4 separate regions of the Mus musculus genome follow, and all the other regions are linked to region 3. A link is a contact called in public promoter capture Hi-C data. All regions are on one chromosome and are shown on one strand. The core of a region is the stretch at or near the end of the contact, and the rest is flanking DNA. Distances in the headings are between cores, read along the strand shown.

Region 1 (5,893 bases), core at 1,393-3,892, 650 kb after region 3:
GTGAGCCACCTTGTGGTTGCTGGGATTTGAACTCAGGACCTTCAGAAGAGCAGTCAGGGCTCTTACCCGCTTAGCCATCTCGCCAGCCTGATCTGTGAGCCTTTTAGGGGATATACAATGACAAGAGCCCTCCACCAGGACGTCTCAGGACCTCTTCAGTGAAGCTGAATCTGGAGACAGGAGCAAGGAAGTCCCGCCCCGCAATCCATGGCTGCGTGTGTGTGTGTGTGTGTGTGTGTGTGTGTGTGTGTGTGTGTGCGCGTGTGTGCGTGTGTGATTTTCCCTGCAGAGGGTGGGGTCACTCCTGTGCCGGCTGCCTCTCTATGCTCTTGAAACCCTATACTGGGGACCTCATCATTGTGACTATTTTAAGTTCCAGGTTGAGTTGGCAACATTTAAAGACAACCATGTTGTTTTGCAATAGTCACGCCTGTCTTGACACCCCCCCCCCAAAAAAAAAACAAAACAAAAAAACAAAACAAAACAAACTTGTCCTTTTTCCAACAGAAACTGCAATCCTTAAACAAATGCCCTCGCCAGGCAGTGGTGGCGCATGCCTTTAATCCCAGCACTTGGGAGTCAGAGGCAGGTGGATTTCTGAGTTCCAGGCCGGCCTGGTCTACAGAGTGAGTTTCAGGACAGCCAGGGCTACACAGAGAAACCCTGTCTTGAAAAAACAAAAAACAAAAAAACAAAACAAAACAAAAAAATGCTCTCATTTCTCACCTTAGGTAGGCCCTGCCCCACCCACCCTGCCCCCATCTCACTCCTGTTACCGCCCTAGCTGCTCCCCCCCTCCCCCACCAAGCATGGCTATTTTAAGGGCCCCATGTAATTCCTTTTGTGTCTGGCTCCATTTTTTTTAGCATGATATCTATAAGGTTCATACTTGTACTCGGTGGGGTGAGTTAGGGCTTTTTTGGGTTGGTTTGTTTGTTATTTTATTTTTTCTTGATTTTGGTTTTCTGAGACAGGGTTTCTCTGTGTAGCCCTGGCTGTCCTGGAACTCACTCTGTAGACCAGGCTGGCCTCGAACCCAGTCTGTACCTGAGGATGACCTTTAACTCCGACCCTCTTACTTTCCCCTCCAACATGCTGGGATTACAGATGTGCACCATGTAGCCAGCCCTCCTAGTTCGCCTCAGCTGCCAGCACAGCCCAGAATTACCCAGATCTCAGCTGAGCTGGGGGGTTGACTCCATTGGTCTGAGGACATGTTTGTGATAGATTGTCTTCTTTTATCATTGTTTATTTGTTTAAATATGTTTTTTGTTTATTTACTATTTGTCTCCCCATGTAGCCCTGGCTGGCCTCGAACTCACCTGCCCCTGCCCTCTTAGTGCTGAGATTAAAGACATATGCTGCCCGGGGGCACACTCTTGATAGCTAATTGATAGAGAAGGTCCTAGCCCACTCAGGGCAGTGCCCCTCCTGGGCAGGGGCCTGGGGTTTATAGAGTTAGCTGAGCAAGCTCTAAGGAGCCAGGCAGTCACAGCAGGATCCTGTGTGATTTCTGCTTCTGTTCCTGATTGCGTTGCTTCTCTGTGATAAGGCTGGGGCCTGGAAGTGTAAGCCACACAGGGCCTGTCTTCCTTCGGTTGCTTTTGGTCAGGTGGTCTATTACAGCGACAAAGAGAGAAGCAGAATGCGCAGTGGCTTTCCTTCTCTGTGAAGACTGTGGAGTAGTCTGCATGCGAATTCACACGAAATGAGGAACCTCCTCCACAGACACGCGCGGTTCCGAGAACAAGCAACAGCCAGGGCAGACAGAGCGCTCAGAGAGAGCCAGATTAACCTTCCAGTGGATAAGCAGAGGTTTACCCAGTGACACTGTGCCCAGCAGCACACACCTGCCATTCCAGAACCCGAGACACTGAGACAGCAGGACCAGCTGAGGTTCAAGGCCAGCCTGGGCTACATGAAAACCTTTCTCAACAAAAATGAACAAATTACCCAGCAAACCATGCGCGGCTGGTGGCACTCAGTGCTGTGAAGGCTTGGGAGACAGGGAAGGATTGGGGACACTGTGGCAGCCCTAGAGGGGAGGGGACATTAGCTAGGCCTTCAGAGTCTCCCTGGAGCAGGGACTTAGTGCGCAGTGCAAAGGAAGGTACTGTTAGCAGAGGACAAGCTGCCGGGTTCTGCAAAGCAGGCTCCTCCCCTTCCTCCTCCCTTCTCTCCTCCCTTCCTCCCCAGCCCAGACTAGCACTACCGGTACCTGATTTGGGGTAGGTGACAATGAAGATGTCGTCGTCCCGCACGTTGCTAGTGTTCTCAGCCAGACTGAGGCTCTCCGGTGAGTACATGCCGACAGGAAAAGGGATACCTTTGTATCTGAAGTATTCACCTCCAAAATTCCAGCTGAAAGAGGGGAAGGGCACGTGTAAAGAAGACCAAGGAGGTGGGCAAGAGTCGCAGGGCCCTCCATTCACACGCCAGTGAGGAGTGTCCTTTCTCTGAGCCCCGTGTGTCCACCTGAGGAGTAGATCCACTTCAACTCCACCACAGCAGTCCCGTGATGTCATACTGTCGCCCCCACACTATGGGTGTAGAAAGCTGAGCGTGGAGGGTGGGAGTGACTCGCCCAAAGCTACGCTTCTGGTAGGAGGAAGGGTACTTCATGTCTGCAAAGTGGAGCTAAGTGTTCTCCTTATGTCTATTCCACATCCCAACCCTGGAGGGCGACACCACGTCATCAGGCCATTTTCCGAACGAGGAACCCAAGCCAAAGGTGGCAGGTGCCCCCGCCAACGCTGCACGCTGCAGAGCCCATGTGAGAACCCACGATGACTCACCGAGAAGCTAAAACGATCTAGCTGTTTGTCCCAAAGCCATGACGCATTTACGCAGCCACGAAACCGAGTTTCCAAAGAGAAGACTGAACCTAGACCTTTCAGAATGGTGCAAGAAGTGGTCCACTACGGAGCCCCGCCCCATCCCCCCCCCCCCCGCACTGTGAGCCCCGCCCACAGCCCTCTATTAATTTGTTGGAGACAGAGTCTCACTAAGCTGTTCTGGCTGGTCTTGAACTTTTGATTCTTGTGTGTCAGCCTCCTAAGTAGCTAGGATGACAGATTTGGGCCACCAGGCTCATGTGGGACACATATTTTATCTACTGATTTTTTTGTACTGATGGAGCTTGAGCCTTGATGCTGACACATTAGGCTATCACTCGACCACCACGCTACAACCCTTGGTTTCATGTTTTGAGGGAAAAGGAAACCACAGCATATTGCTTTGTTTTGAAGAAACGCACCCACTAAAAGTTCCTAAGAACAGCCTGGCTTCTGGATGCCGCATCTGCTTCGTTCCTCTGACTGGTGGGACCTCTGTGAGTGAGACCAGTGGATCACATCACGCTGGTCATTCCCAAAGGCTGAGACAGGAGGACAGAGAACTAAAGGCCAACTCCAAAAGTACAGGGAGATTTGGACTCAAAAAGGAAAAGACACTGGGGTGTGGTGGCGCACACTTTAAGTCCCAGGCAGAGTCAGGGAGATCGCTGAGTTTAAGGCCAGCCTGGTCTACAGAGTGAGTTCCAGGACAGCCAGGGCTACACAGAGAAACCCTATCTCGGAAAAAAAAAAAAAAAAAGACAGGGTTTCTCTGTGTAGCCCTGGCTGTCCTGGAACTCACTCTGTAGACCAGGCTGGCCTCGAACTCAGAAATCTGCTTGCCTCTGCTTCCCGAGTGCTGGGATTAAAGGCGTGCGCCACCACGCCCGGCTGAGAAACCCTGTCTTGAAAAACGAAAAAAAAAAAAAAGAAGAAAGAAAGAAAGAAAGAAGAAAGTTTGTAGTGGTAGAGCCCCTACCTAGAATCCCCATTCCAGCTTACACTTCTACATTGCTGTTCATCACTAAAGGAAGTCAGGACTGGAACTCAAGCAGGTCAGGGAGCAGGAGCTGATGCAGAGGCCATGGAGGGATATTACTTACTGGCTTGCTTCCCCTGGCTTGCTTAGCTTGCTTTCTTATAGAATCCAAGACTACCAGCCCAGAGATGGCACCACCCACAGCCCCCCCCCCCTTGATCACTAATTGAGAAAATGTCTTACCGTTGGATCTCATGATCTCATGGAGGCATTTCCTCAACTGAAGCTCCTTTTTCTGTGATAACTCCAGCCTGTGTCAAGTTGACACAAAACCAGCCTGTACACCCAATGAGGGGCAGGCGACGTGGCTCAGTGGTAGAGCCTCTGCCTAGAACTCCCCAGTGAGGGATGGGCATGGCTGTATGGTGTGTCACTAGGCCCTAGAACAGCAGTAATGACAATGCTGACAACGAGAGTTTGGTTTTGAGGTAAAACTCAGACACATGGAGGAGAAGGCATTTAGGAACGCTCACTGTGGGATGCTCTCTGTGCCTTGGGTTTTCTGGTGTATAGATGGATATAATGCCTGCTACCTTGTAGCATTTTGTAAAGCACTCGGGGCTCTGTCTAACCTGGAGAAAGCATTGTATCAAAGTTGGTTAAATTTCCACAGAGAAGAAAGGCAGGAGGCTGGCTGTAAGTGGTCAGCATCCATCCTGGTTTGAAGCTCACATCCCATAAATCTGAGATTTCTAAGGAATAACCATTTTGTCCAGCAGTGGCCCAGCATTATCAAGGCCCTGTTCAGGCCAGCCTGCTCAGTGTTCAGCCTGTTCAGTGTGCCTTGTAAGTTGTAAATTCTCTAGATACTACATTTGTTCAGTGATGTTATCCTACCCCTCCATAGGTTGAACCCCAGGAATGTGTGACATCACCAGTTACCAGGCAGATTTGGATGACCAGGCAGGAGCAGTGAGGTCAATGGTTACCAGGCAGATTAGCTGGTGAAGGTCTGCCAGTGGCAAAGTCTAACGAGCCTTGCCTCCTTGAGTCTCCGTTTCCTCACCTGTCACAAGCAGCCAGCAATAATTACTGCTTCAAGCCTTCAGTCCTACTGAGGATTATAAGTGCTTGTATATCTTAAGTACTGGGCTTTTAAGAGATACTCGGTGGTTAGCCCCAGGTATGCTTTAGTCTTTGATCTCACCAATTCCTTGAGAGAGCTATTTCTCTCTCATTACAGGAGTGGGAAACTGAGTCACCTTCCAAGGAAGGTTAGCCCCAGGTATGCTTTAGTCTTTGATCTCACCAATTCCTTGAGAGAGCTATTTCTTTCTCATTACAGGAGTGGGAAACTGAGTCACCTTCCAAGGAAGGATCTTGTGCCCGTAGGCACCCTGAAATCGTTCCTGGATAAGTAAGTAAATGAATATGGACACCTGGCCCACTGTTCCACCGGTTTTTTGTTTTTTTTTGTTTTGTTTTGTTTTGTTTTTGTTGTTGTTTTGTTTTGTTTTATCTCTGAATGCAGCTCAGGTCCTGAGAGGCCAAGTGGCGGGGAGTCAGGGCTGCTGGCAATCAAGGTCAGACATGAGGCAATGAATAAGGGAGACAGCGACGGCTGAGTAGATGAACAAGTGGATGAAAGAACGAGGGGATGAATGAATGAGTGAATGAATGAATGGACGCACAACAACAGAGTCAAGGAATGCTCTCAAGCACTTGTGTCCCCTCCCTTTCCTGTGCCTTTAACTCTGGGTACTGTAGGGACCTCATCAGCCAGAATGTGTAGCTCTGGAGCCTCCCAGAATCCCTTGAGCCCCCTGTAGGCTCCTCCTTATCCCTGCCTTAAGGCCAGCTCTGGCCTCCACCTGGCCTCTCCCTTCAGCTGTGTCCATCTCTCTAACACCCATTGCCCCTAGGGTCACACAGGCACTTTGGGCTTTATGTCTTGTGCCTTCCTGAGTCCCTGTGCCAACATCCACAGATGTGTCTCCCCTGCTAGTGGTGAGGGCTCGTCCTCTGAAGGCGCCAGCTCAGTTCCTATCGTGGAGAAGGGACACAGGCTGAATTTGGACAG
Region 2 (6,425 bases), core at 747-3,246, 590 kb after region 3:
ATGGGAGGTCCAACCTCACCATGGGCAGTGTCACCTCTGGGCAGGTGACCCTAGGTTATAGAAGAGCAAACCACAGACAGCAAACCACTAAACAGCACTGCTCCATGGTCTTCGCTTCAGTCCCTGCCTCCAAATTCCTGCCGTGAACTCCTGTTCTGACTTCCATTTATGATGGACTGTAAACTTCAGACTGAAACAAACCCTTTCCTCCCTAGGTTGCTTTTGGTCCTGATGTTTATCACAGCAGCAGAAAAAAGACTAACGCACCACCCTAAGGATAAGGCAAACAACCGCTTCCTCTCTTTATGTATCCAGACTCCAGCTCTCTCAGGGCCCCACAAAGTCTTCAGGTGTCTGCTGCACCATACTGATATCTGCTCTCTCCTGCTTATTCTCTGTCCAAGCCTCAGTATTAGGCAGGCCCCCTCAGCTCCTGTATCCCAGGGCCTTACTTTATTATTAACCATTTCTGGAAGTCAGAACATTCTTGGAGTTTAACTTGGGTTCCCAGAAAGGTCAGGCAGCTCTGACCACAGGACACAGCACAGCACACACACCAAGTCTCACAGAAATACAATGCTCGCCAGCACTACACTGCCTCACTTGCCCGCAAAGCAAACCCATCCTCCCCCACCCCAGCTCCTTCTTTTCTCATTGCAGTCATTTTCTTTCTCCTGGCTCTCTAGCCAACTCGAAGTGGATCGCCCAGCCCAGCCAGAGCACCAGGGAGCAGAGCTGGGCCAGAGAACCTGGGCAGAGAAGAGAAAGGGCTCAAGATGGCTTTGGGAGAGGGAGTGGATCTCGGAACACTTCCTGGTAAAGGCAGCAGCTTTGGGAAGTGCTCTGTTGCTGCCATCTTGAGGTGACGCCCAGCCTTCATCCGGCTATGCCGAGAGCGCCCTCTGGAGGCTGTTCCACAGCAAGGCCTGGAAGACTCAGTGGAGAGGCTGTGCTACCCACCTCCTTTGCCTGAGGCTGCAGACAGAGACCCTCTACTGTGGAGAGCAAACAGGCCTGAGCTCTCCCGAGGCTTGACCCTGTGAGGGTTAGGGTCTCGATACTTGGGGAGCTCCATAGCACCTCTGAATTAAGGACCAGCCACTTCCTGGGTGGGCTTGGCTTCCCCACAGCTGATGCTTTCTGGGGGTCCCCCAGCCAGCTCAGGCACCCAGAGCAAAGTGAGGAGGAGAACTCCCTCTGGAGACAGCGTAGGGACTTACCACGCTAGGCAGGCAGGATCCTGCAGCAGACCCAGACCTTCTCTGGATGTCTGACAGCCATCTGTCCTGCTCCACAGCGAGCCATTCGCAATTGTCTACAGAACAGACCAGCTTCCCGTCTTTCTGTCTAGAAGGTGGCCTGACAGTGCCAAGGCTGGGGCAAACCGGGGAGGACTTGCTGGACCCACAAGTCCCACGTGTCACCCTATGGCTCACACAGCCCTTGCTGGGGACATGGGTCTCAGATGTGGGATCCGTTGGCCTGAGCCTTCTCTTAAAGCTTAGTCCTCCTGCATCTGTGGGTCTTGTAGCTCTCATTTGTCCTTGTCCCTGCTCCTCTAAGATCCCAGCCTCAAGGGTCACCCGGCAGTACAGAGGGATCTCTTACTCCCAGGGCACCAGGTCCCTGAGTCTTGTCCTGGGCCAGTTCTGCACACTGGCAAGACAGTAGCTATGAATGGGGTGGGTGCTCAGGAACAAACCACACATATTCTCATCTTGCTCAGAGAGAAACCACAACACTCAAATGTTCAGACACAACAAGTTGTGGAAGTGTTTCAGGCTAAAAGCCCTGGGGCCTTTATCCACCAGTGGCTGGGGGGAGGGGGGAGCTGCCTTTGGCTTTTGCTACCTTCTTTTCCTCCCCAAGTTCAGCCAGGCTGAAAGTCTTCTCCGCTGCCCTCCTTGCAGGTAGCACTGGCCTCTGGTTTCCCCTACAGCTGATCTGAGGCTGGGAATTTTAGAGCTTGAAAGCAACTGACCTTAACACCGAGTTAACGCACTTGGGGCAGGAGGATGCAGGATGGGGAGGGGCTGGCTGGCTTGGGGTCGGCCAAAAGCAGGGGCTGGCAAGCTAAACTCCAGAGGTGCTGGGGCAAGTGGGAACAGGCCAGGACCCCAATCCCAGAACCCCAAGCTGTAGTCATACCCCTACCTGCTTGGATCCTTCTAGGCCGGCTTGTTTGGGGCCACCAAGCTTCAAGCCTGCTGGGGGCGACAGTGCTCCTGTCCCACGCAGTCTCGGGTGGCATGGCTGGCAAGGGTCCCTGTGGGAAAGCGTGGCTGCTGTTGGCTAGGGTTTGGGTGGGCGGTAGTGTTGGATTCTGCGGGCTCTGCTTTCAGCTCCCGCCCAGAACCCCCACTAGCCTGGGCCTGAGAACAGCCACTCTCACTCCTCCCGAGAGCCCTCCAAGTGCTTCTCCTACAGAAGAGTGTGGGGATGACCGACTACAGGACACTCTTTTCTTCTCCAGGCAGGTTTGACCAATGGCTGGGCCCTAATAGCCAGGTAGGAGGTGCATGCTGAAGAGGGGCAGGCAGGCAGAGTCCCTTATGGATCCCACTGGCCCAGGGAATTTGGATGGGCCTGCCACTGAGAGGTAGGAATGCTGTAGGCCCAAACGGGCAAGGGCTAGTTTCTGCCTAACCCCAAGAACACAGAGAACTCACAGCCTGGTACTTCACGGTGTTGAGAGCCGGAAGGTGGGACCTTGAAATTACCTAGCAAGAAACGTGTTTACATGAGGGGCTGGGGTGGGGGAGGCTATGGGTGCATAATGGCTCAGACTCCCGGGGGCAGGGAGTCTATGGACTGGGCAAGGGAGGCACCCTGCCTGGGAAATGTCAGTGGAGCACAGGGCTCTGATGTCTGGAGGTAAGGGTACATGCAGGGGGCTCAGGAAAGTCCCAAGATCCCCAGTCCTATGTGGGGGAAGCTGAAAGCCTTAGTCCTCTGGCTCCTAGCACTCCTTAGGCTCTGGATTTCTGGTTTCTAAGTGCCTTGGCATCGGGCACACACCTTATGCCACCTCCTGCTTTTTTTCCTCCCATATCATCTACCCCCAGCACTGGCCCCCATCTGCTCGGGGGCTGAGTGCTTGTGGAGTGTGGAGGGATTTGGGTCCAGGTCTGAGATTTGGGGTAGCAAGTGGGGCCACCTCCCAGCAAGTCCCAGAAAAGTAAGTGCAGGGCCCCAACACCCTGAGCCCTAAAGGAAGGCCAGGCTCTGCCTTCCCAGTACCTGAGGGGTCTGCTCTCTAACTCCAAGGCTTTGTTGGTTTCCAGCTCCTTCAGCACCACCTTCCCTCAGCACTCTTCTCTGGCTACACACCTGGAGGGGAAAGGGTTAAGGGTGGAGGGCTGGAGTGGGTGGCAGAGAGGCCAGGGTTTTTTGGCAATAATCCGCCTTCCGTGCCCTGGGTGTGGAGAACAAGGTTAGAACCCCATGTGGGAAAGGCTTCCACTCTGACCCACGTGGGCCAAGGCCTCTTCTTCTGATTTTCTGCCAGGCAGTAGTAGCTCTCCTCTCCCTCTCGAGCCTCCCCTGGGCTTTCATGCCTGTCTCTGAGCCTACCTGCTCTTCCCTCCCAGCCCCAGAGCCTCTAGCTTCATGCCATCCAACTACCCAGCCGGACACCCGGTCCTCTGCCCTGCCCTGTCTAGCCTCCGGCTTTCCCCGGGTCTGTGCTGGACTCTGCTCCTCTTCTCTGTGGGCTTCCTCTCTCGGCCAGGCTCCTCCATCTCTTCTCTGTGGGCTTCCTCTCTCGGCCAGGCTCTTCCATCTCTTCTCTGTGGGCTTCCTCTCTCGGCCAGGCTCCTCCATCTCTTCCGTGACTCGCTCTCCTAGGTTTTCACATCTGTCGGTCCTGCTGGCTCCTCATCTCCCCTCACCCTCTCCCCAGGGCCTCTACCCCTCGACACTGATGGATAACTTTGGGGTGTTAAGCTCTGGATTAGTTCAGGCAAAATTCTCAATTTTGCTTGCGTTCTTTCCCTGTGGGTTATGTAAACAGTAATTCTCCCCAGATGGAACTATTTTCCTCGCTTCGAGGCAGCTGGGGAGGGGGCTCAGGCAGGACCAGGAGGAATGCAGGGTCTGCAGGAATCCTCAGCAGGGTGGACACCAACTGACCCCATCTGCCACCTCTGTCTACAGGTGCCGGCTCTACTGTGACCACGCCCATTACCCTCAGCCTCTTGCTCCTCCTTAGCCAGGCCACCTCAGACCCATGCTATGATCCAGGAGGGCGCCCTCGCTTTTGCCTCCCACCAGTGACCCAGTTGGTTGGCAAGGCAGCAGCCCCCTGCTCTCAGACCTGTGCTCTTCCTGCAGCCAGCCCTGGCCCTGCCTGCAACAGTAGTCTGACCCTGGACCTGGACGGCTCCTTCCTCTTGACATCTGTGACCCTGCGTTTCTGCACAGCGGGACCTCCAGCCCTGGTTCTTTCTGCTGCCTGGGCCACTGGGGGGCCCTGGAGGCCACTATGGCGTAGGCCTGCCTGGCCTGGGGCTCTGGGGGGCCCCAAGAAGGTAACCTTTCACTCCCCCCCAGGCCCCAAGACCAGGATAGTGGCCAGCTACCTCCGTGTGGAGTTCGGGGGAAAAGCAGGGCTGGTGACCACTGGAGTAAGAGGCCGCTGCCAGTGCCACGGCCACGCTGCCCGCTGTGCCACTCGGGCCCAGCCCCCACGCTGCCGCTGCCGCCACCACACCACTGGCCCAGGGTGTGAGAGCTGTCGCCCATCCCATCGAGACTGGCCCTGGCGACCTGCCACACCCCAGCACCCTCACCCGTGCTTGCGTAAGTCATGGGTCTTGCCCCCAATCCTTGACACTACTTGGCCCCCTGGGACAGCATGCCAACATACATTGACCCCTTGTTCCAAAGCATGCAAACTGTTCTCTTCCCTTCAGAAATGCTTTTCCTCCCTTGCTCTCACAGTGTGCTGTGGTCCGGTTCTCTTTCCTTGTTTGCCAAGCATGTCAGACACACAGACACACAGAGAAACACACACACACACACACACACACACAGGAAACCCTCTGTCAGGGACTCCACCCACCAGATGTAACCAGTAGGCGCACTAAAGCAGTCCTGGGAAGATCATATCCCAGGGTCTGGTGTGGCACTGGGTTTGGGCAAGGGTACAGGCAGACATAGTTCCTGACTCCTGGGAGAGCCGGCACAGGGGATATTTAATCATGAAACATTCTGATGGCCCACCAGCTGCCAGCCTACTGTCCTGTTGAGGAGACTGTAGCCATTATTCACTAACACAAAGCCACGCTGTATGACCTGCTATGACCATCTGCCCAGCTCCCAGTGGGTGCTGCCATACTAGGTGAGCCTAAACACAACTAGGAGCAGCTGTAGCAGACAGCCTGGCCCAGTTTCGGCTCCTCTGCTCAGTTACGTGGTCTCAGGCAAGGGACCTGACCTCTCTGTACCTGTTTTCTCATCCTATAAAGTGGCTTAAGAACACTGTCCTTAAGGCTGCAGAGATCCAGGGAGCCTCCTCTGAGCACCTCCATGAGTGACCTTCCCAGGTAAAAAGGAGCCTGGCAGGATGCAGAGCTAAGATGATTCTTAGGGACTTGTCTTCCTAGGTGCTGCCACCCCCAGAACACGCTCTGGCCTCTCTTCCTCCGGCCACACTGTCAGCTCTGTTGATTGTGACCGTGCCCTGATATTTTTCCCTCTTGAAGAAAGAAAGTATTTTAGTAGAGCCCACAGCTAACAGACTTAATTGTAAAGGGACTTTGAATTTTAAAAGAGATTGGATGTTTTAAAAGGATTGAAATTTTAATATGTAAGAATTTGCAAAGATTGTGGACTTTTAAAGTTATTTAGATCTTGGGGATGAATAAGAAAGTAAGGGTGAGAGAATTCTGCCAATTTCTAAGTATATCTATCCCAATTATCCATTCTGGGACTGGGGAAATGACCACAGGATGTGTCTGGGGACCTACTGGGCCTACTGTGAGTCAGGCATCAGTCAAAACTCCATTAATCACCTGTCCTCCATAAGCCCCTACAACTTTACCTGGAGGCCCACAATGTTTCTTGGGATCTCCTGGGACCAGTGTCAACTCAGAGCCAGTATCCAGCAGACCCCGGAAAGTCTGATTGTTTCCTTTCCCCCAGTGCAGTTACCCTTGTAAAAGGCCGCAGGTCCCTCTGGGGAAGAACTGGAGAAAGGCGAACAGCAAAACTTTTAGGTGTCTCATTGAGATCCTTCCTCAGGGGACCCTGGCCACCCCTTTAATCCGGGGGTTCTGGATCTGCAAACTGGCTCAAGTCTGGAAATTGATTCACTGGCCGAGATTGCCTTTTGCCACGATCCAATGTAGCCTTTCTTTCATTTGAGAATTTTTCTGCTTATACAGATCAAACAGATATGAAACAAACTTCTGACACCTTTTTTA
Region 3 (6,456 bases), core at 245-2,744:
ATCCTAGAGTGCCACTGTCTCTATTAACCTTGAAGCTCCGCCTCTCACCATCTCAGGGCCCGCCCCTCTTTCAAGTGCAGTCTGCCCACTTCCCTAGATGGGCTGATCAATTTGGGGCTCCTCTCTCTCCAGCTCTGCCCTGCTACTATTTGCCCAGTTTAAAATTAGAAATTGCCATCACATTAAAGACGCAGATCTTTAATCTCAGCACTCGGGAGGCAGAGGCAGACGGATTTCTGAATTCAGGACCAGTCTCGTCTACAGAGTGAATTTCAGACTAGCTAGTTCCACAAATGAAATTCGATCTCAAAGTACTAATAACAATGAAAATAATCAAGCATATTTGCACGAGTGGCCTTCTTGTCCCGGGCCCATGCTGACTGTATCTGTCACCTAGAAACGGGGCAAGCCCGTCCAGTCCAGTTGGCATCACTCATCCCAGGTCAACCTGATCTCTGACCTTGGCATCTTCCTCAAATCCCTTGTCTTCAGTCTCTACCGAGAGTCGGCGTCCCGTTTAGAAGAGAGAAGAGGGAAGTCCAGACAGAGGCATAGGGGGGACTGAGGTAGAGGGGAACCCAGGGGTTGGTGACGCAGGTCCCCCACAGCCTCAGGTTTAGCTCCGCCTTCTCCCAGGAGGTGAGTGCCACAGTTTTGTCTTTTCAGTTAACTTCTCTCTCCCCACCTCCCACTTCTGCCCCGCTCCCCCGCCATCCTCCTACCCAAGTCGGGCCTGGCTTTCCTCTGGGCTGAGTTTGTCAAATTCCTTGGCCACGTCTCGTCCCAGGAACGCCTCATGGTCGTACTGGAAATTCCCGTGGGCGTCATCGTGGGGGGCCTCGCTCAGGGGGGTTCCATGATGGACCCTATCCTGGCCATGAGGTCCTGCATCAGGGGATGGCTTCCCGAGGGCCCAGTGCCTCAGCAGTAAGAGAAGCAACAGAAACGACCATCGCCACATCATCGGTTCCTGAGGAGAGGTGAGGACCAGCGGTCAGGGATAAGACTGGGGGCGGGGGGTGTCTGAACCAGAGATAATGTGGGAGAACTTTGAAGGGGGCGGAGTAGAGGAGGCTGCCTAAGGCAGGGCCGATAAAAGCGCAGGCTGCAAAAAGTTTTGGGCTCAAGAAAAGTCGGCAAAAAGAATAGAGAATTTAAAGGCAAAACAACCTCTGGGGGTGGAATCCGAGCCTCAGAGGAGTCTCAGAGCAGAAAGGGGGTATTTCAGTTAGAGACGTGGCGCATGTCCCACCCAAAGTTCAGGGCATGGTGGTGGCCGAAAGCATCATGCAGGCTCCTCTGTGCTGCCCCCAGGCTGGACCGCGACCCCCACCCTTCCACCCACCCCACCTTCACCCCACCATCACCCCACCACACCTCTGTTACCCGGCCTGAGTTAGCTCCCTACGCTGAGCTCTGCTTTCGCACAAAGATGCCCAACCTGGCCAGGTTCCAGTTAAGCTCCTCCACCAGCCGTCCAGAGGCTGCCGCCCTCTGACCAATGACTGCGCAGGAAAGCCTCAGGGGCGGAGCCAATGACGACCCCCTTGCCACGTCCACAAGGCCGAGCTCCAGACCCGAAGGCGTGGTGGGCGATAAGGCTGATATTGAACTACAACTCCCAGCAAACATATGGGCCGACTTGCACGACCACCTCCAGAGTCTCTGGCCCCAGGGGATTAAGGGGAATGTATTTTTTAAAAACTCTTTCCATTTCTTAGATCCGTTTCAGAAAAGAGGAGGTCGGGTTTGGTTGGCTCACTTGGGAGACAGAAGCAGTCTGTCTCTATGAGTTTGCCGCCAGCCAGGACGACGTAGAGAGACCCTTGTCTTTAAAAAAAAAAGGGGGGGGTGGGGGGGGAGCGCGGCTGGAGAGATGGCTCTGCAATTAAGAGCACTGACTGTTCTTCCAGAGGACCAGAGTTCAAGTCCCAGCAACCACATGGTGGCTAACCATCTGTAATGGAATCCAATGCCCTCTTCTGGTGTGTCTGAAGACAGCTGCAGTGTACTCAGATACATAAAATAAATAAATGTTAAAAAAAAAAAAAAAGAAAGAAGGAAGGAAAGAAAGAAAGAAAGAAAGAAAGAAAGAAAGAAAGAAAAGAAGGAAAAGAAAGAAAGGAAGGAAGGAAGGAAGGAAGGAAGGAAGGAAGGAAGGAAGGAAGGAAGAAAAAGAAGAGAAGCAATGCCTGGTACAGTGTAGGTATCACATACACAACTCGGTCTATAAAATGGCCAGGCTGCACGATAGCAATCAAGAGGTGTCTATATGATCTTTCCCAGACGCGTTCAATTTATTCCAGCTGCTTGAAACTTGAGAATAACGATGCACACACAGATTTGGGGCCAAATTTATGTGGAGATGGAAAACAACCATGTACATTAAGAAGGGAAACTGAAGCAGGCCACAAAAGCAGGGATCCATGGGAGGACATCGGGCCCAGGCTCCCTCAGGAGGCTCGGAGACAGTTCAGGAGGTCACACAGCCCGAAAGGCTGCAGTGGGCAGGGGGCCCGAGTCTGCATCAGGAAGTGGCTGGAAAGGCATTTGCACCTTGAGGTTCAGCTTCTGGGGGCAAGTTCCCACCAGGCAACAGGTCACCAGAGTCATCGCCGCTGAGAGAAAGCCATGGGGCTGAGAGAGAGGAACAGAGGTCAGCACAAGTATCTAAGGTCTCACCCACCCAACACACCTGACAGGGTCACGCTATGGTCTCTGTTCCCATCTCTTTTCCCAGGGTGGTCAGGGACTCTTTTGTCTCTATTATCTCTCTGCCTCCCCTCTTTCTTTCTGAGTCGCTACTTCCTGCCACGACCCCCAATCCTGCACACGGCCCCTCCCTTCCCCAATCCTGCACACAGCTACGCCCCTCCCCAATCCTGCACACGGCCCCTTCCCTCCCCTCCCCAATCCTGCACACGGCCACGCCCCTCCCTCATTCTGCACACGGCCACGCCCCACCCCAATCCTGCACACGGCCCCGCCCCTCCCTCATCCTGCACAAGGCCACTCCCACCCAATCCTGCACACGGCCCCGCCCCTCCCCCATCCTGCATATACCTGGCAGACCGCTGCGCATCCTGCCCCACAACAGCACACCGCCTGCGATGGCCACTACCACCAGCAATAAACCAAGAACGATTCCAACCACAGGCACAGAAGATCTGGCTGATGAATCTGCAGCCAGAAAGTATCATGAAGACAGGGAAGAAAGGAGTTGATGATTTCTCGGAGACCCCCGGAAGCATGTATTTGAGGGTGGGTGTATGCGGAGAAAAGGCCCTGGGCCTCATGTGTTTCCTCACTGAATATAAGAACCGGCCACACAGTGGTGACACACCTCTTAATCCCAGCACTTGGGAGGCAGAGGCACACAGATCTATGGGTTAGAGGCCAGACTCCTCTACATTGTGAGTTCCAGGACAGCCAGAGCTCTACAGAGAAACCCTGTCTCAAAAACAAAAACAAAAAGAAAGAAAAAAGAGAAAAAAAGAGTCAGCCACTGTGCTGGAGAGACGGCTTGCAGCTCTTCCGGAGGACCAGAGTTTGGTTCCCAGAACTCGTGTCGAATTCCAGGAGACCTGAGCCCGACCCTCCATAAATCTAGGCTGTCAGAGGTTCAAGGAGTGAAGGCATTGCCTTTGCCATAAAGCCCGGTGACCTAAGTTTGAGCCCCAAGGCTGACAACCACAAGTTGTCCTCTGTCGCCACAAGTATCCCATGGCACAGACTCACCTCTGCTCTCCCCTCTCACACAAAGAAAGTGGGAAAATTAAATACATATGGATACACTTAGATATAAATCTGAAGAAGGAGGAGGAGGAGGAGAAGGAGGGAGAGGAGGAGGAGGAAGGGGAGAGGGGGAGGAAGTAGGAGGGAGGAGGAGGGATGGAAGGAGGAGGAGAAAGAAAAGGAATAGGAGGAGGAGGAAGAGGAGGAGGAGACCTATACTGAGAGGACACAGCCACACTGTGACAGAACTAGGTGAGAACCCAACAGAGGAAGGCGGAGCAGTCACAGGACAGTCAACAAAGTTGGTGCTTTACCAAAGCCATGGCAAGAACTGTCAGAGGCAAAAGTGAATGGTCAAACACCATGAAGACCAGTAGCAGCAAGACTCATCATGGTCAGACTCAGGGGGAACTGGCCACAGAGCTAATGGAGAATCAGAAGCCAGGAGCAGAAACAAAGAAGACAATGGGGCTGGAGAGAGAGATGGCTCAGCGGTTAAGAGCACCGCCTGCTCTTCTAGAGGTCCTGAATTCAATTCCCAGCAACCACATGGTGGCTCACAACTGTCTGTAATAGGATCTGATGCTCTCTTCTGGTGTGTCTGAAGACAGCGACAGTGTACTCACATACATGAAATAAATAAATACATCTTTTAAAAAAACAAAAAAAAACAAAGAAGACACTGAGGCTGGAGGGGCAGCCTCACCTAGGTCCACAGTGAGAGGCTGTGCCAGCCCCTCATGCTCCACTTGACATTGATAATGGTGCTCATCTCCACGTTTGACCTCCAGCAATGACCATGCGTGGAAAGAGCCATCTCCATTGGGACCAGTGCTGCAATTCCCGGAGCCTGAGGCTAGCCCATTGCGCAGGAATCGGAACTTGAGCTCCGGTGGGTAGAAGGAGAAAGCAGCACAGGTCAGCACGGAGGAGCCAGAGTTGCCAGGACGGGCCTTCAGGCGCATAGACGGCGGCTCTGCAGGGACACAGGCAATGGGATGGGCCAGCAGTTAGGCTAGGCTATGACCTCACCCACCCACCCCACCCCCACCAAGGCTTGGGTGAAGCTTGCCATGGACAGACTCCACTTCCCTGTATCAGCACTGTGCTGACTTGGAGGGCTTCCCAGAGTGACAGACACCCCACCCTGCTGACCCCACCACTGCACCCCCTTATTTTGGTGTGTGTGGCATGTGCATGGGTCAAGGCCACAGGTCAATTGCAGGCTCCTTCCTCTTTCGCTCTTTGCATTTTTTCCCCTTTATATATTTTTCACTCTGTGTGTCTGGGTGCTTTTTAGCATGTGTGTCTCTGCACCACATGCATGCAGTGTCTGTGGAGGCCAGATGAGGACATCAGAGCCCCTGGAAATGGAGTTACAGATGGTGGTGAGTTACCCTATGGGAGCTAGGAATTAAATCCTGGTCCTCTGCAAGAACAGGGAGTGTTCCTAACCACTGAGCCATCTCTCCCCACATCCACTTTTTTTTGTTGTTGTTTTTTGGGGTTTTGTTTGTTTGTTTGTTTGTTTTTTCGAGACAGGGTTTCTCTGTGTAGCCCTGGCTGTCCAGGAACTCACTTTGTAGACCAGGCTGGCCTCGAACTCAGAAATCTGCCTGTGTCTGCCTCCCAAGTGCTGGGATTAAAGGCGTGCGCCACCACGCCGGGCTCACTTATTTTTTGAGACAGAGCCTCTCCATGAACCTGGGGTCCTCCCTTTCAGCCATGCCAGTGGCTGGTGAGGCTCCGTCTCTGCCAGACCCATCCCTGCAGCTACAGACACGCAGCAGTACGCCCAGCCTTTGCAAGGGGACCTGGGGACCAGAACCCAGGTCTTCATCACAGCAAACTCGGCGCTCACAGCGCCTCTTCTCGCGCACATTTGTTTGTTTCACTCTCAGCCCAGACCAGTCTTGAACTTATTATATAGATACAGATGACTTTGAATTCCTGATTTTCCTTCTTCCACTTGCTAAAAGCTGAGAGACAGCAGGTGTGTGCCGCCATACTGGTTTATGCAGTGCCAGTGGTGGAGCCCATTTAAGCAAGCTTTCTACCAGCTGAGCCCCAACTCCTCCATCTACCTGTTTCTAAACGGAGACTTAGTGCACATCTCTCTAGTGCCGTGACCTATTCGTGGCCCTGGGAACACATTAGTGTATATATAGAGCAAAGAGACATGACTGTCCTAGCTGGGTGGGATGGTGCATGCCCACACAAGTGATCCCAGCACCTGAGGAACTGTTGCCGGAAAATCATGAGTTCCAAATGAGTTGGATGCTCTTGCAAAAACTGAGACCTGTGGGTGGGGTGTGTAGTACATCTTGAATCCCAGCATTCAGGGAGCAGAGGCAAGTTGATCTCTGTGGATACCAGGGCAACCTGGTCTACATAGCAGTTCCAGGCTAGCCAAGGCTACATAGTGACATAGTGAGACCAAGGAAAGAAAGAAAGGAAGAAAGAGAGAGAGAGAGAGAGAGAGAGAGAGAGAGAGAGAGAGAGAGAGAGAGAGAAAGAAAGAAAGAAAGAAAGAAAGAAAGAAGTGGGCGGTGGTAGCGCACGCCTTTAATCCCAGCACTTGGGAGGCAGAGGCAGGCGGATTTCTGAGTTCGAGGCCAGCCTGGTCTACAAAGTGAGTTCCAGGACAGCCAGGGCTATACAGAGAAACCCTGTCTCAGAAAAAAGAAACAGAGAGAGAGAGAGACAGAGAGACAGAGAGAC
Region 4 (6,268 bases), core at 3,191-5,690, 770 kb after region 3:
GCCTCTTCTGCCGCCCGGAAAACAGGCTCTGCCTCCTCGCGGGCGCAGAAGAGCAGGCGGATCTGCGCACTGACACTACGGAGCTGTGCGCCCAGGACGGCCTCACCCGCTCCGGGGTCCAGTGTCAGCGCTCCTCGATGCTCCCAGCCCACCAGGCTGCCATCAGTCAGCACCTCGATGTATGACAAGAAGGCTCGATGGCCTGGGGCACGCGTAGTCACTGCCACAAAGGATGTCCAGTCGTACTCCTCCAGCACCTCAAAAATGACCTGCAGCTGTTGCTCTGTGGAGGAGCCAAGCTGCAGGAAGGTGGAGCCCTTCTCCTGTGGGAACAGGGAGGACAGTGAGCAGACCATGGTTGCCTGAGTCAGTGCCACCACAGCTTCCACTATGGCTGCTCACCAGGCCTGGCTCCTTTTCCTTCTGTGGTACTGGCTTCCTCTAGGTCATGTTTAGCCACATAACTGAGTTCTTTCAGGCTCACCTTAAAAAAACCTCGCCCTGAATTTTACTCTCCTGTCTGAGGGCAGTTGTAGAGACCCAGAAGACCTAAGGTCTCACAGTCACAGGAGGGATGGCAGCCTGCGCCGCTCCGCATGTGGAAGAAGGCTACCTCCAGTCAGGACTTCCTATTTGGATTTTGTATGGACGAGAAACTTATGGGGTGAGCTGCTGAGGTTTGAGGGTTTATCTGGTGGCAGCATGTGATATCACCACCATAAATTCATCCCACGTCTTCCCAGAGTTCACTGATGTATTGTTGCAAAGAGCAAGACTACAATTCCCAGCATGCAGTGGAGTGATGGCCCTTTAATTTCCCTCCTGACCCTATGTCCCCCATTTTTGTCTCTCTTACTGGCCTCTCTGCTCCTCAGACAGAACCCTATATAAATATAAGAATGTTTTTATGACGTTCTCTTTCCTTTTCTGTCCCCTCTCTGTCATTTCGATCCATGGGCTTAAATGTTGTCTCCAGCACTATCCCGCATGGTAGCCACTAGCCATGCGTAGCTATTCAAATTAAAATTAAGTAACACTGAAAAAAATATATAGTTCCTCAGCTGCATCCTGCAAGTGCGCGCCAGCCACCTGTGGCTCTGCAGCTGCCTGCTGGATGGAGGTGCACTGTCCATCTTCATCATGGCAGGCGCTCAGTGGGATGTGCCCAAGGCTCTTATCGCTGGTTACAACCACTCCTGTGAGCTTCAGACAAACCAACCCCACGTTCTAGTCTCCATCCCCAAACCAGGATTTCCACAAGTATCTCAGGAACCAGCATGTCAAAAGCAATTTCCTGACTCTCTTCAACCCTTCTCTTTAGAGCAGAACCAGCCAACCTCCTCCCTCCCCCCCCTTCCTCTAAGATCTCATATATCACCAAATAAAACAGAAGATGACCCTGACTTCTGCTCCTCTTGTCTCCTCCAGAGCGCTGGCCTTACAGGTACGCACCGCTACACCCACTTTACATGGGACGGGACCCAGGACCTCATTCATCCTGGACAAGCACTATAGCGGCAAATGTACAGCCCCAGCTTCATCCTTTTCTGTTTCCCTGGTACTTACATGCGAGCCACCTTCAACACCTCCCGGCTGTGTGCTCTAACCTGCTGGCCCCGTCTGCACCCCCAGTCTCTGCCCTTGCCATCACCGTTGCTCTAGCCTAGACAACTGCAGCTCTCTGGCACTCTTTTCATCCCTGCTCATGTCTTTTAGTTTGTTCTCCAAACAGCAACCGAAGGGATCATTTCAGAATATTAACAGGAACACATCTCTTCTCAACTGAAAACCTTCCAATAAATTCTACTTTAGAATCAAAACCTGAGCCCAGGGCCCTGCATGAACCAAGCCTCCGTGCCCGTCTGAGCTCAGCTGCCTCCCCAGCTCTGCCTTGTTCTCTTTTCACACAGAATGTTTCTTCTAAGCTTTGCCCTCAGCAGTTGTCCCTCCTGGGGACACAGTCCCCAGTTCCTCCATGCCTAGCTACCCCTTATCATCCTTCAGGGCCCATGCAGATACCACCTCCTCTGGAGCCCTCTCTTGATTCCCATCTATTGCAGCCTTAGCCTCAGCCGTTCCTGCTTTCCCTTCGGGCAGATTTCACTATCTGTTGCTTACTTAGTTTGTCTCCCTCATTAGAGTACAAGTGAGCGCTGCCCCCCCCCCCCCAACTCAGTTTTATAATCCCGAACCTAACTAAACAGGCCCCAGGCCTCACACGCCTTCCTGCACCTACATGCAAACAGCAATCAGAATTTCTCCTTTGGCACATGCCAGTGGTTTAGTGCTGGGTACAAGACAGCTGTCCTGAAAAGAGGGGCCTTCCCAGCATGCATTGGAGACTCACAGACGACCTCACCCCTCAGAGGGGATGGCTATGAACAGACTAGGTCTTGGCACTCATTTAGCACAGCTGGAGCAGCAACGATAACACTTCCCCCCCTCCCCCAGGGCAGTGAACTATATATGTCCCTGAAGGTGACAGGCTACATACAAAGTGGATAGCAATTTTCAGTGGGGCACAGTCACCAACAATGGAAGCACAAGGGACTGTGTACACCAGTGTTCTATGGAGGGAGCAGCCAGGCCTACATATCTGCCTACAAATCTAGCCAAGAACAAAGAAGCCGGATAGAGGTCTTTCCCAGAATGTTTTGGGCAGACCTGAGGGCCCTCGGATGCAATGGTGCTCTGGGAACAAGGTCACAGGCCTTCCTAGCCGGCAACTGGTTGGTTTAGGTTCCATCCACCCAGGCGGCCCCATCCTTCAGCCAACCCCACTTCTAGGTTTCACTTGCTCCACATCTAGTACACCCCTTTCTCAGGCTTCATCTGCAAATTAGGGTAGTCCATGTCTCTTCTTTGGTACCAAAGGCCTACCACAACCCACTGTCCCCACCCAGGCCTTTGGGGGCAGGTCTCTTTCCAGGCTACTACCAGGACCAGTCTCTCCTGACTCCACTTCAGGTTTCTGGTTTTCTCTGGGTTCAAAATCCTCATTTCCGTACCTTTACAGTTTGACAAGCTCATTCTCAAACCCCACTTCAAGGGCCTACTTCCTCCTCTCTCAGCAAAGTCCTTTTATTACATCCATTGGAGTGGGTCTACCCTCGGCCTTCTCCACTGGATCCCTCCATCCTTGAGCACTAGCAGGGTCCTTGGGCTTGGCCTGCTTCTCATCAGTCCAACTCTCAGAATGCATGGCTCTGCTCTCATTCCTACACCTCTAGGCTCCAAGCCTCCAGCTAAGCCTCCCACCATGCCCTCCTTCAGCACCTAGTTCTCTTATCCTATGGTTCCCATCTCTGCCTTCCTGGACACTAGACTCCATCTCTTTCTGAACCCCATCCCTTTCCAACTGACTCTTCCCCTCATTGGTCCAAGAGCCATAACTCTAGTTTCTGACCTTGTCGTCACTCATTAAATCTATCTCTTCTGCCATTGGCTTTTCCTCAATCCTCATTGTAACCCACCTCTTTCCTGATTATTGATCTGACCCTTGTAGGTGACCCCTGAAAGGTGCTGTGAACCCCATAGAGCACATCTCTTCAAATCAGACTCCTCACTGTATAGACTTGACTTTTAACCACCAACATGGAAACTGACCAACGGACGGCTCCACCCCCTAGTTACTGTCTCCGTCCTTACAACCCCCCCCCCCCATCTTAATACAACCCGCCCCCCAAGTTATCATAGGTCCCGCCTCTCAAAGGTCTTTCCCTTCAGCCTACGCAGGCACTGCCCCTCGACGAACCTCCCGCCTCAAGTCAATCAAAACTACGTCCGATCCAAGACCCCGAGCCGCAAGGCCCCGCCCCCGAGCCGCAAGGCCCCGCCCCCGAGGCGGCCCGTCCCCCGCGGTCGCGCGCACCTTGGGTGTGAGTACGAGCGCGGCGCCGCCGTGCACGGCCACGATGGGCAGCGAGGTCTGCGCCGACAGGAAGTCGAGAATGGGCGCGACGGCGGGCGCGCGCGAGTCGTCCTCGAACACCACGCCGTGCACGCGCAGCCCCGACAGCAGGTCGCAGAGCTGCAGCACAAGGCTGCGAGGGTCGGAGCCGTTGAGCACCAGCGCCACGGGCCGTACGTCCAGGCCCGGGCTGCGCACTGCCGCCGCCACGGCCGGGCCCAAGCGCGCCGCCTCGGCCGCGTACGCCGGGCCAGAGAAGACCAGCGCCACGTTGAGCGGCCGCGCCCCGCCCGTGCCCCCGCCGGCCGCGCCCGGCCCCGGCACCTCCTCCGGGAACGGGCTGGCGCACGCCAGCGCCAGCAGCAACAGCATCTTAGCGGGGCCCCGAGGGCCGCGGGGGCCACCGGCGCCGCGCATCGCCTGCGGGCCCCGCCGGGCGGCCTCTGCGTGGACGGGAGGCGAGGGCAGAGCCCGAGGGGAGACACGGGAGAGACGGGGCGAGAGGGGAAGGTTGGGTGATGGAGAGAGGGAGGGGCCGACACGGAGGGAAACAGAGATGAGGGACAGAGATAAGGGAGAACGAGACAGAAGGAGGAGACAGAGATCGAGAAACAGAGATAGGGAAGGCGACAGAGACAGTGAGACCCAGATAGTGAGGGAGATGCAGAGTCAGGATGAGAGGGGAAAGTTGGGTGAGAGAAGGCGCGGCGGCAGAAGCATAGAGGGAGACAAATGAAGAGAGGGAGACGGGAAGAAATGGAGAGACAGAGAGGGAAAGAGGCAGGAAAGAGACATACAGAGACCAGAGACAAGAAGAGACAGCGGGAAAGGCAATGGAGGGAGTGGAAGGGAAAGATGGAACCCAAATAGAGGGAGGGGTGGGGGGGTGAGATGAAGGAATGAAATGTGGGAACCAGGAGGCACAAAGGCGGGAGGGGGTGAGTAATGGGGTCAGGGAAGATGCAGAGGTAAGAGGTGGGGGGAGAAGGCAGGCATGGAAGGGGCAGTGATCGAACAGATGGGAAAGAGACCCAGAGATGGGACAAAGACCAGGAAAAGAACGCCAGTGAGAGCAAAGGAGAGGGGGACAGCGAGAGAGATGGTCAAGGAGAGGGGAAAGAGTGAAGAGAGATGAAAGGCCAGGCTCACGGGGACACAGACCCAGGAGAGGGAGCACAGGAGAGGGAGCACGGCAGAGGATGGTAGTGAGGCAAGGAGAGATGCAGAGAGAAATACAGGGAGGCGGAGAGATGAGAAAGTTGCGGGGAATAGAAAGCAAAGCAGAGACCCACAGTCACCCAGAGTCAGGCACACACCAACCTCAGGAAGAAGGAGTGGAGATGGAGAGAGGCAAGCAGAGCGAATGGAATACAGAGAAGACAGAAATAGCAAGGCAAGGCGAAGCCCCAGACCCCCACCCGGGAGGTGCCCAGCACACATAAAAGCAAGGCAGAGGCAGGTGGCAGAGGAAATGGAAAGAAAAGGGCGAAAGTAAGGGGGAAACGGGAGAGGAAAAGGGGTCAGGTGTATGGGGGAGAGAGAAGGAGAAATTAGTTGGGTATCCAAGGAGAGACAATGCCCACCACCCTAAGCCATTCTTAGCCCCTCCTCCTGTCCCTGCCCCCCTCGTTTTCATTCTTGATGAAACTGAGTCACAGGCCAGTCTTGGGGTTGGGGGCACAGCTGTGGGGAGCTGGGGGGGGGGGTTGTCCCTGGCTTCCAGCCCAGAGCAATTTAGTAAATTAAAGGAAGAAGAGTGTTGCCTCCAGTGGCCCCTGTTGAATACTAGTTGCCTGGGGTGGGTGGGCCAGGATCCCAGGCTTCTGGGTACTAGGTTTGAGGAGGAGCCCTGGGGGCCTGATCTCTGCTCACATAAAGCTCCAAGGACCTGCACTGGGGGCTTCCTGAATGGGCCAGGGTCCAGATACAGAAGGGTTCTCTCTTGGCCGTCAGTCTCCTGTCTGGTTGCCATGGTAGCACAGGCCGGTCCACTCTAGACAGCAAGGGTTGGGGCAAAGGCACACACCCCCTACCCTGGCTGGAACCCTTATCTTCCAAATCATTACTCCACCTTTCTGGAGGTCCTGGGCACTTGTCTCCCCAGGGAAGGGGGTGCCCCCTCCTGCAGGCCATACCTCCTCCTGTCCCCCCTCTTCATTGCCTTTCCTTCCCAAGCAGCTGGCTCAGTCCCTGCTCAGAATAGCCCCCCTTTCTCCCCAAAATAACGCACAGCTGTGGCCTGGCCCCCGCGGGGTTAATACTGGTTCTCTCCCTTCCTGGTGGCTGCTCAGCCATCAGCCCCCTCCTCCACTTCTCAGACCCTAGCCTCTGCTTTTTTGGGGGTCCAAGGTCCTTGTC

What was found. Promoter capture Hi-C pulls out the DNA fragments that hold promoters and counts their contacts.
Region 1: a promoter capture Hi-C map of pre-B cells shows a contact between it and region 3, with 2.1 times the contacts expected there. The contact joins the promoter of Sult2b1 here to the promoter of Rcn3 in region 3. A contact is called at or near these places in 2 of 39 promoter capture datasets (liver and pre-B cells) and 1 of 115 datasets of contacts at active chromatin or transcription factors (bone marrow-derived macrophages).
Region 2: a promoter capture Hi-C map of liver shows a contact between it and region 3, with 4 times the contacts expected there. The contact joins the promoter of Ntn5 here to the promoter of Rcn3 in region 3. A contact is called at or near these places in 6 of 39 promoter capture datasets (the C10 cell line, cranial neural crest, liver and 2 more), 1 of 484 Hi-C or Micro-C datasets (muscle stem cells) and 1 of 9 other capture datasets (adipose tissue).
Region 4: a promoter capture Hi-C map of liver shows a contact between it and region 3, with 4 times the contacts expected there. The contact joins the promoter of Grin2d here to the promoter of Rcn3 in region 3. A contact is called at or near these places in 2 of 39 promoter capture datasets (frontonasal cranial neural crest and liver) and 1 of 9 other capture datasets (pancreatic islet).

Annotation. Positions count from the first base shown.
Region 1 is chr7:45,739,836-45,745,728 of GRCm38.p6, forward strand. It overlaps Sult2b1 (sulfotransferase family, cytosolic, 2B, member 1), which reads right to left and starts at 2,643. Exons shown (of 6, transcript NM_001360784.1): 1 at 2,219-2,643. The coding sequence starts at 2,525. It overlaps Gm31597 (a long non-coding RNA gene), which reads left to right and starts at 2,127. Exons shown (of 3, transcript XR_391433.4): 1 at 2,127-2,296; 2 at 5,159-5,230.
Region 2 is chr7:45,682,026-45,688,450 of GRCm38.p6, forward strand. It overlaps Ntn5 (netrin 5), which reads left to right and starts at 1,997. Exons shown (of 7, transcript NM_001358870.1): 1 at 1,997-2,473; 2 at 4,156-4,800. The coding sequence starts at 2,440. Sec1 (secretory blood group 1) reads right to left here. Exons shown (of 4, transcript NM_001271578.1): 2 at 3,241-3,330; 3 at 2,155-2,266. The coding sequence starts at 2,251.
Region 3 is chr7:45,090,719-45,097,174 of GRCm38.p6, forward strand. Rcn3 (reticulocalbin 3, EF-hand calcium binding domain) reads right to left here and starts at 1,495. Exons shown (of 7, transcript NM_026555.2): 1 at 1,378-1,495; 2 at 723-970. The coding sequence starts at 964. It overlaps Fcgrt (Fc receptor, IgG, alpha chain transporter), which reads right to left. Exons shown (of 7, transcript NM_010189.3): 5 at 4,442-4,711; 6 at 3,064-3,180; 7 at 2,275-2,637. The coding sequence ends at 2,528.
Region 4 is chr7:45,862,241-45,868,508 of GRCm38.p6, forward strand. Grin2d (glutamate receptor, ionotropic, NMDA2D (epsilon 4)) reads right to left here and starts at 4,441. Exons shown (of 12, transcript NM_008172.2): 1 at 3,872-4,441; 2 at 1-323. The coding sequence starts at 4,327.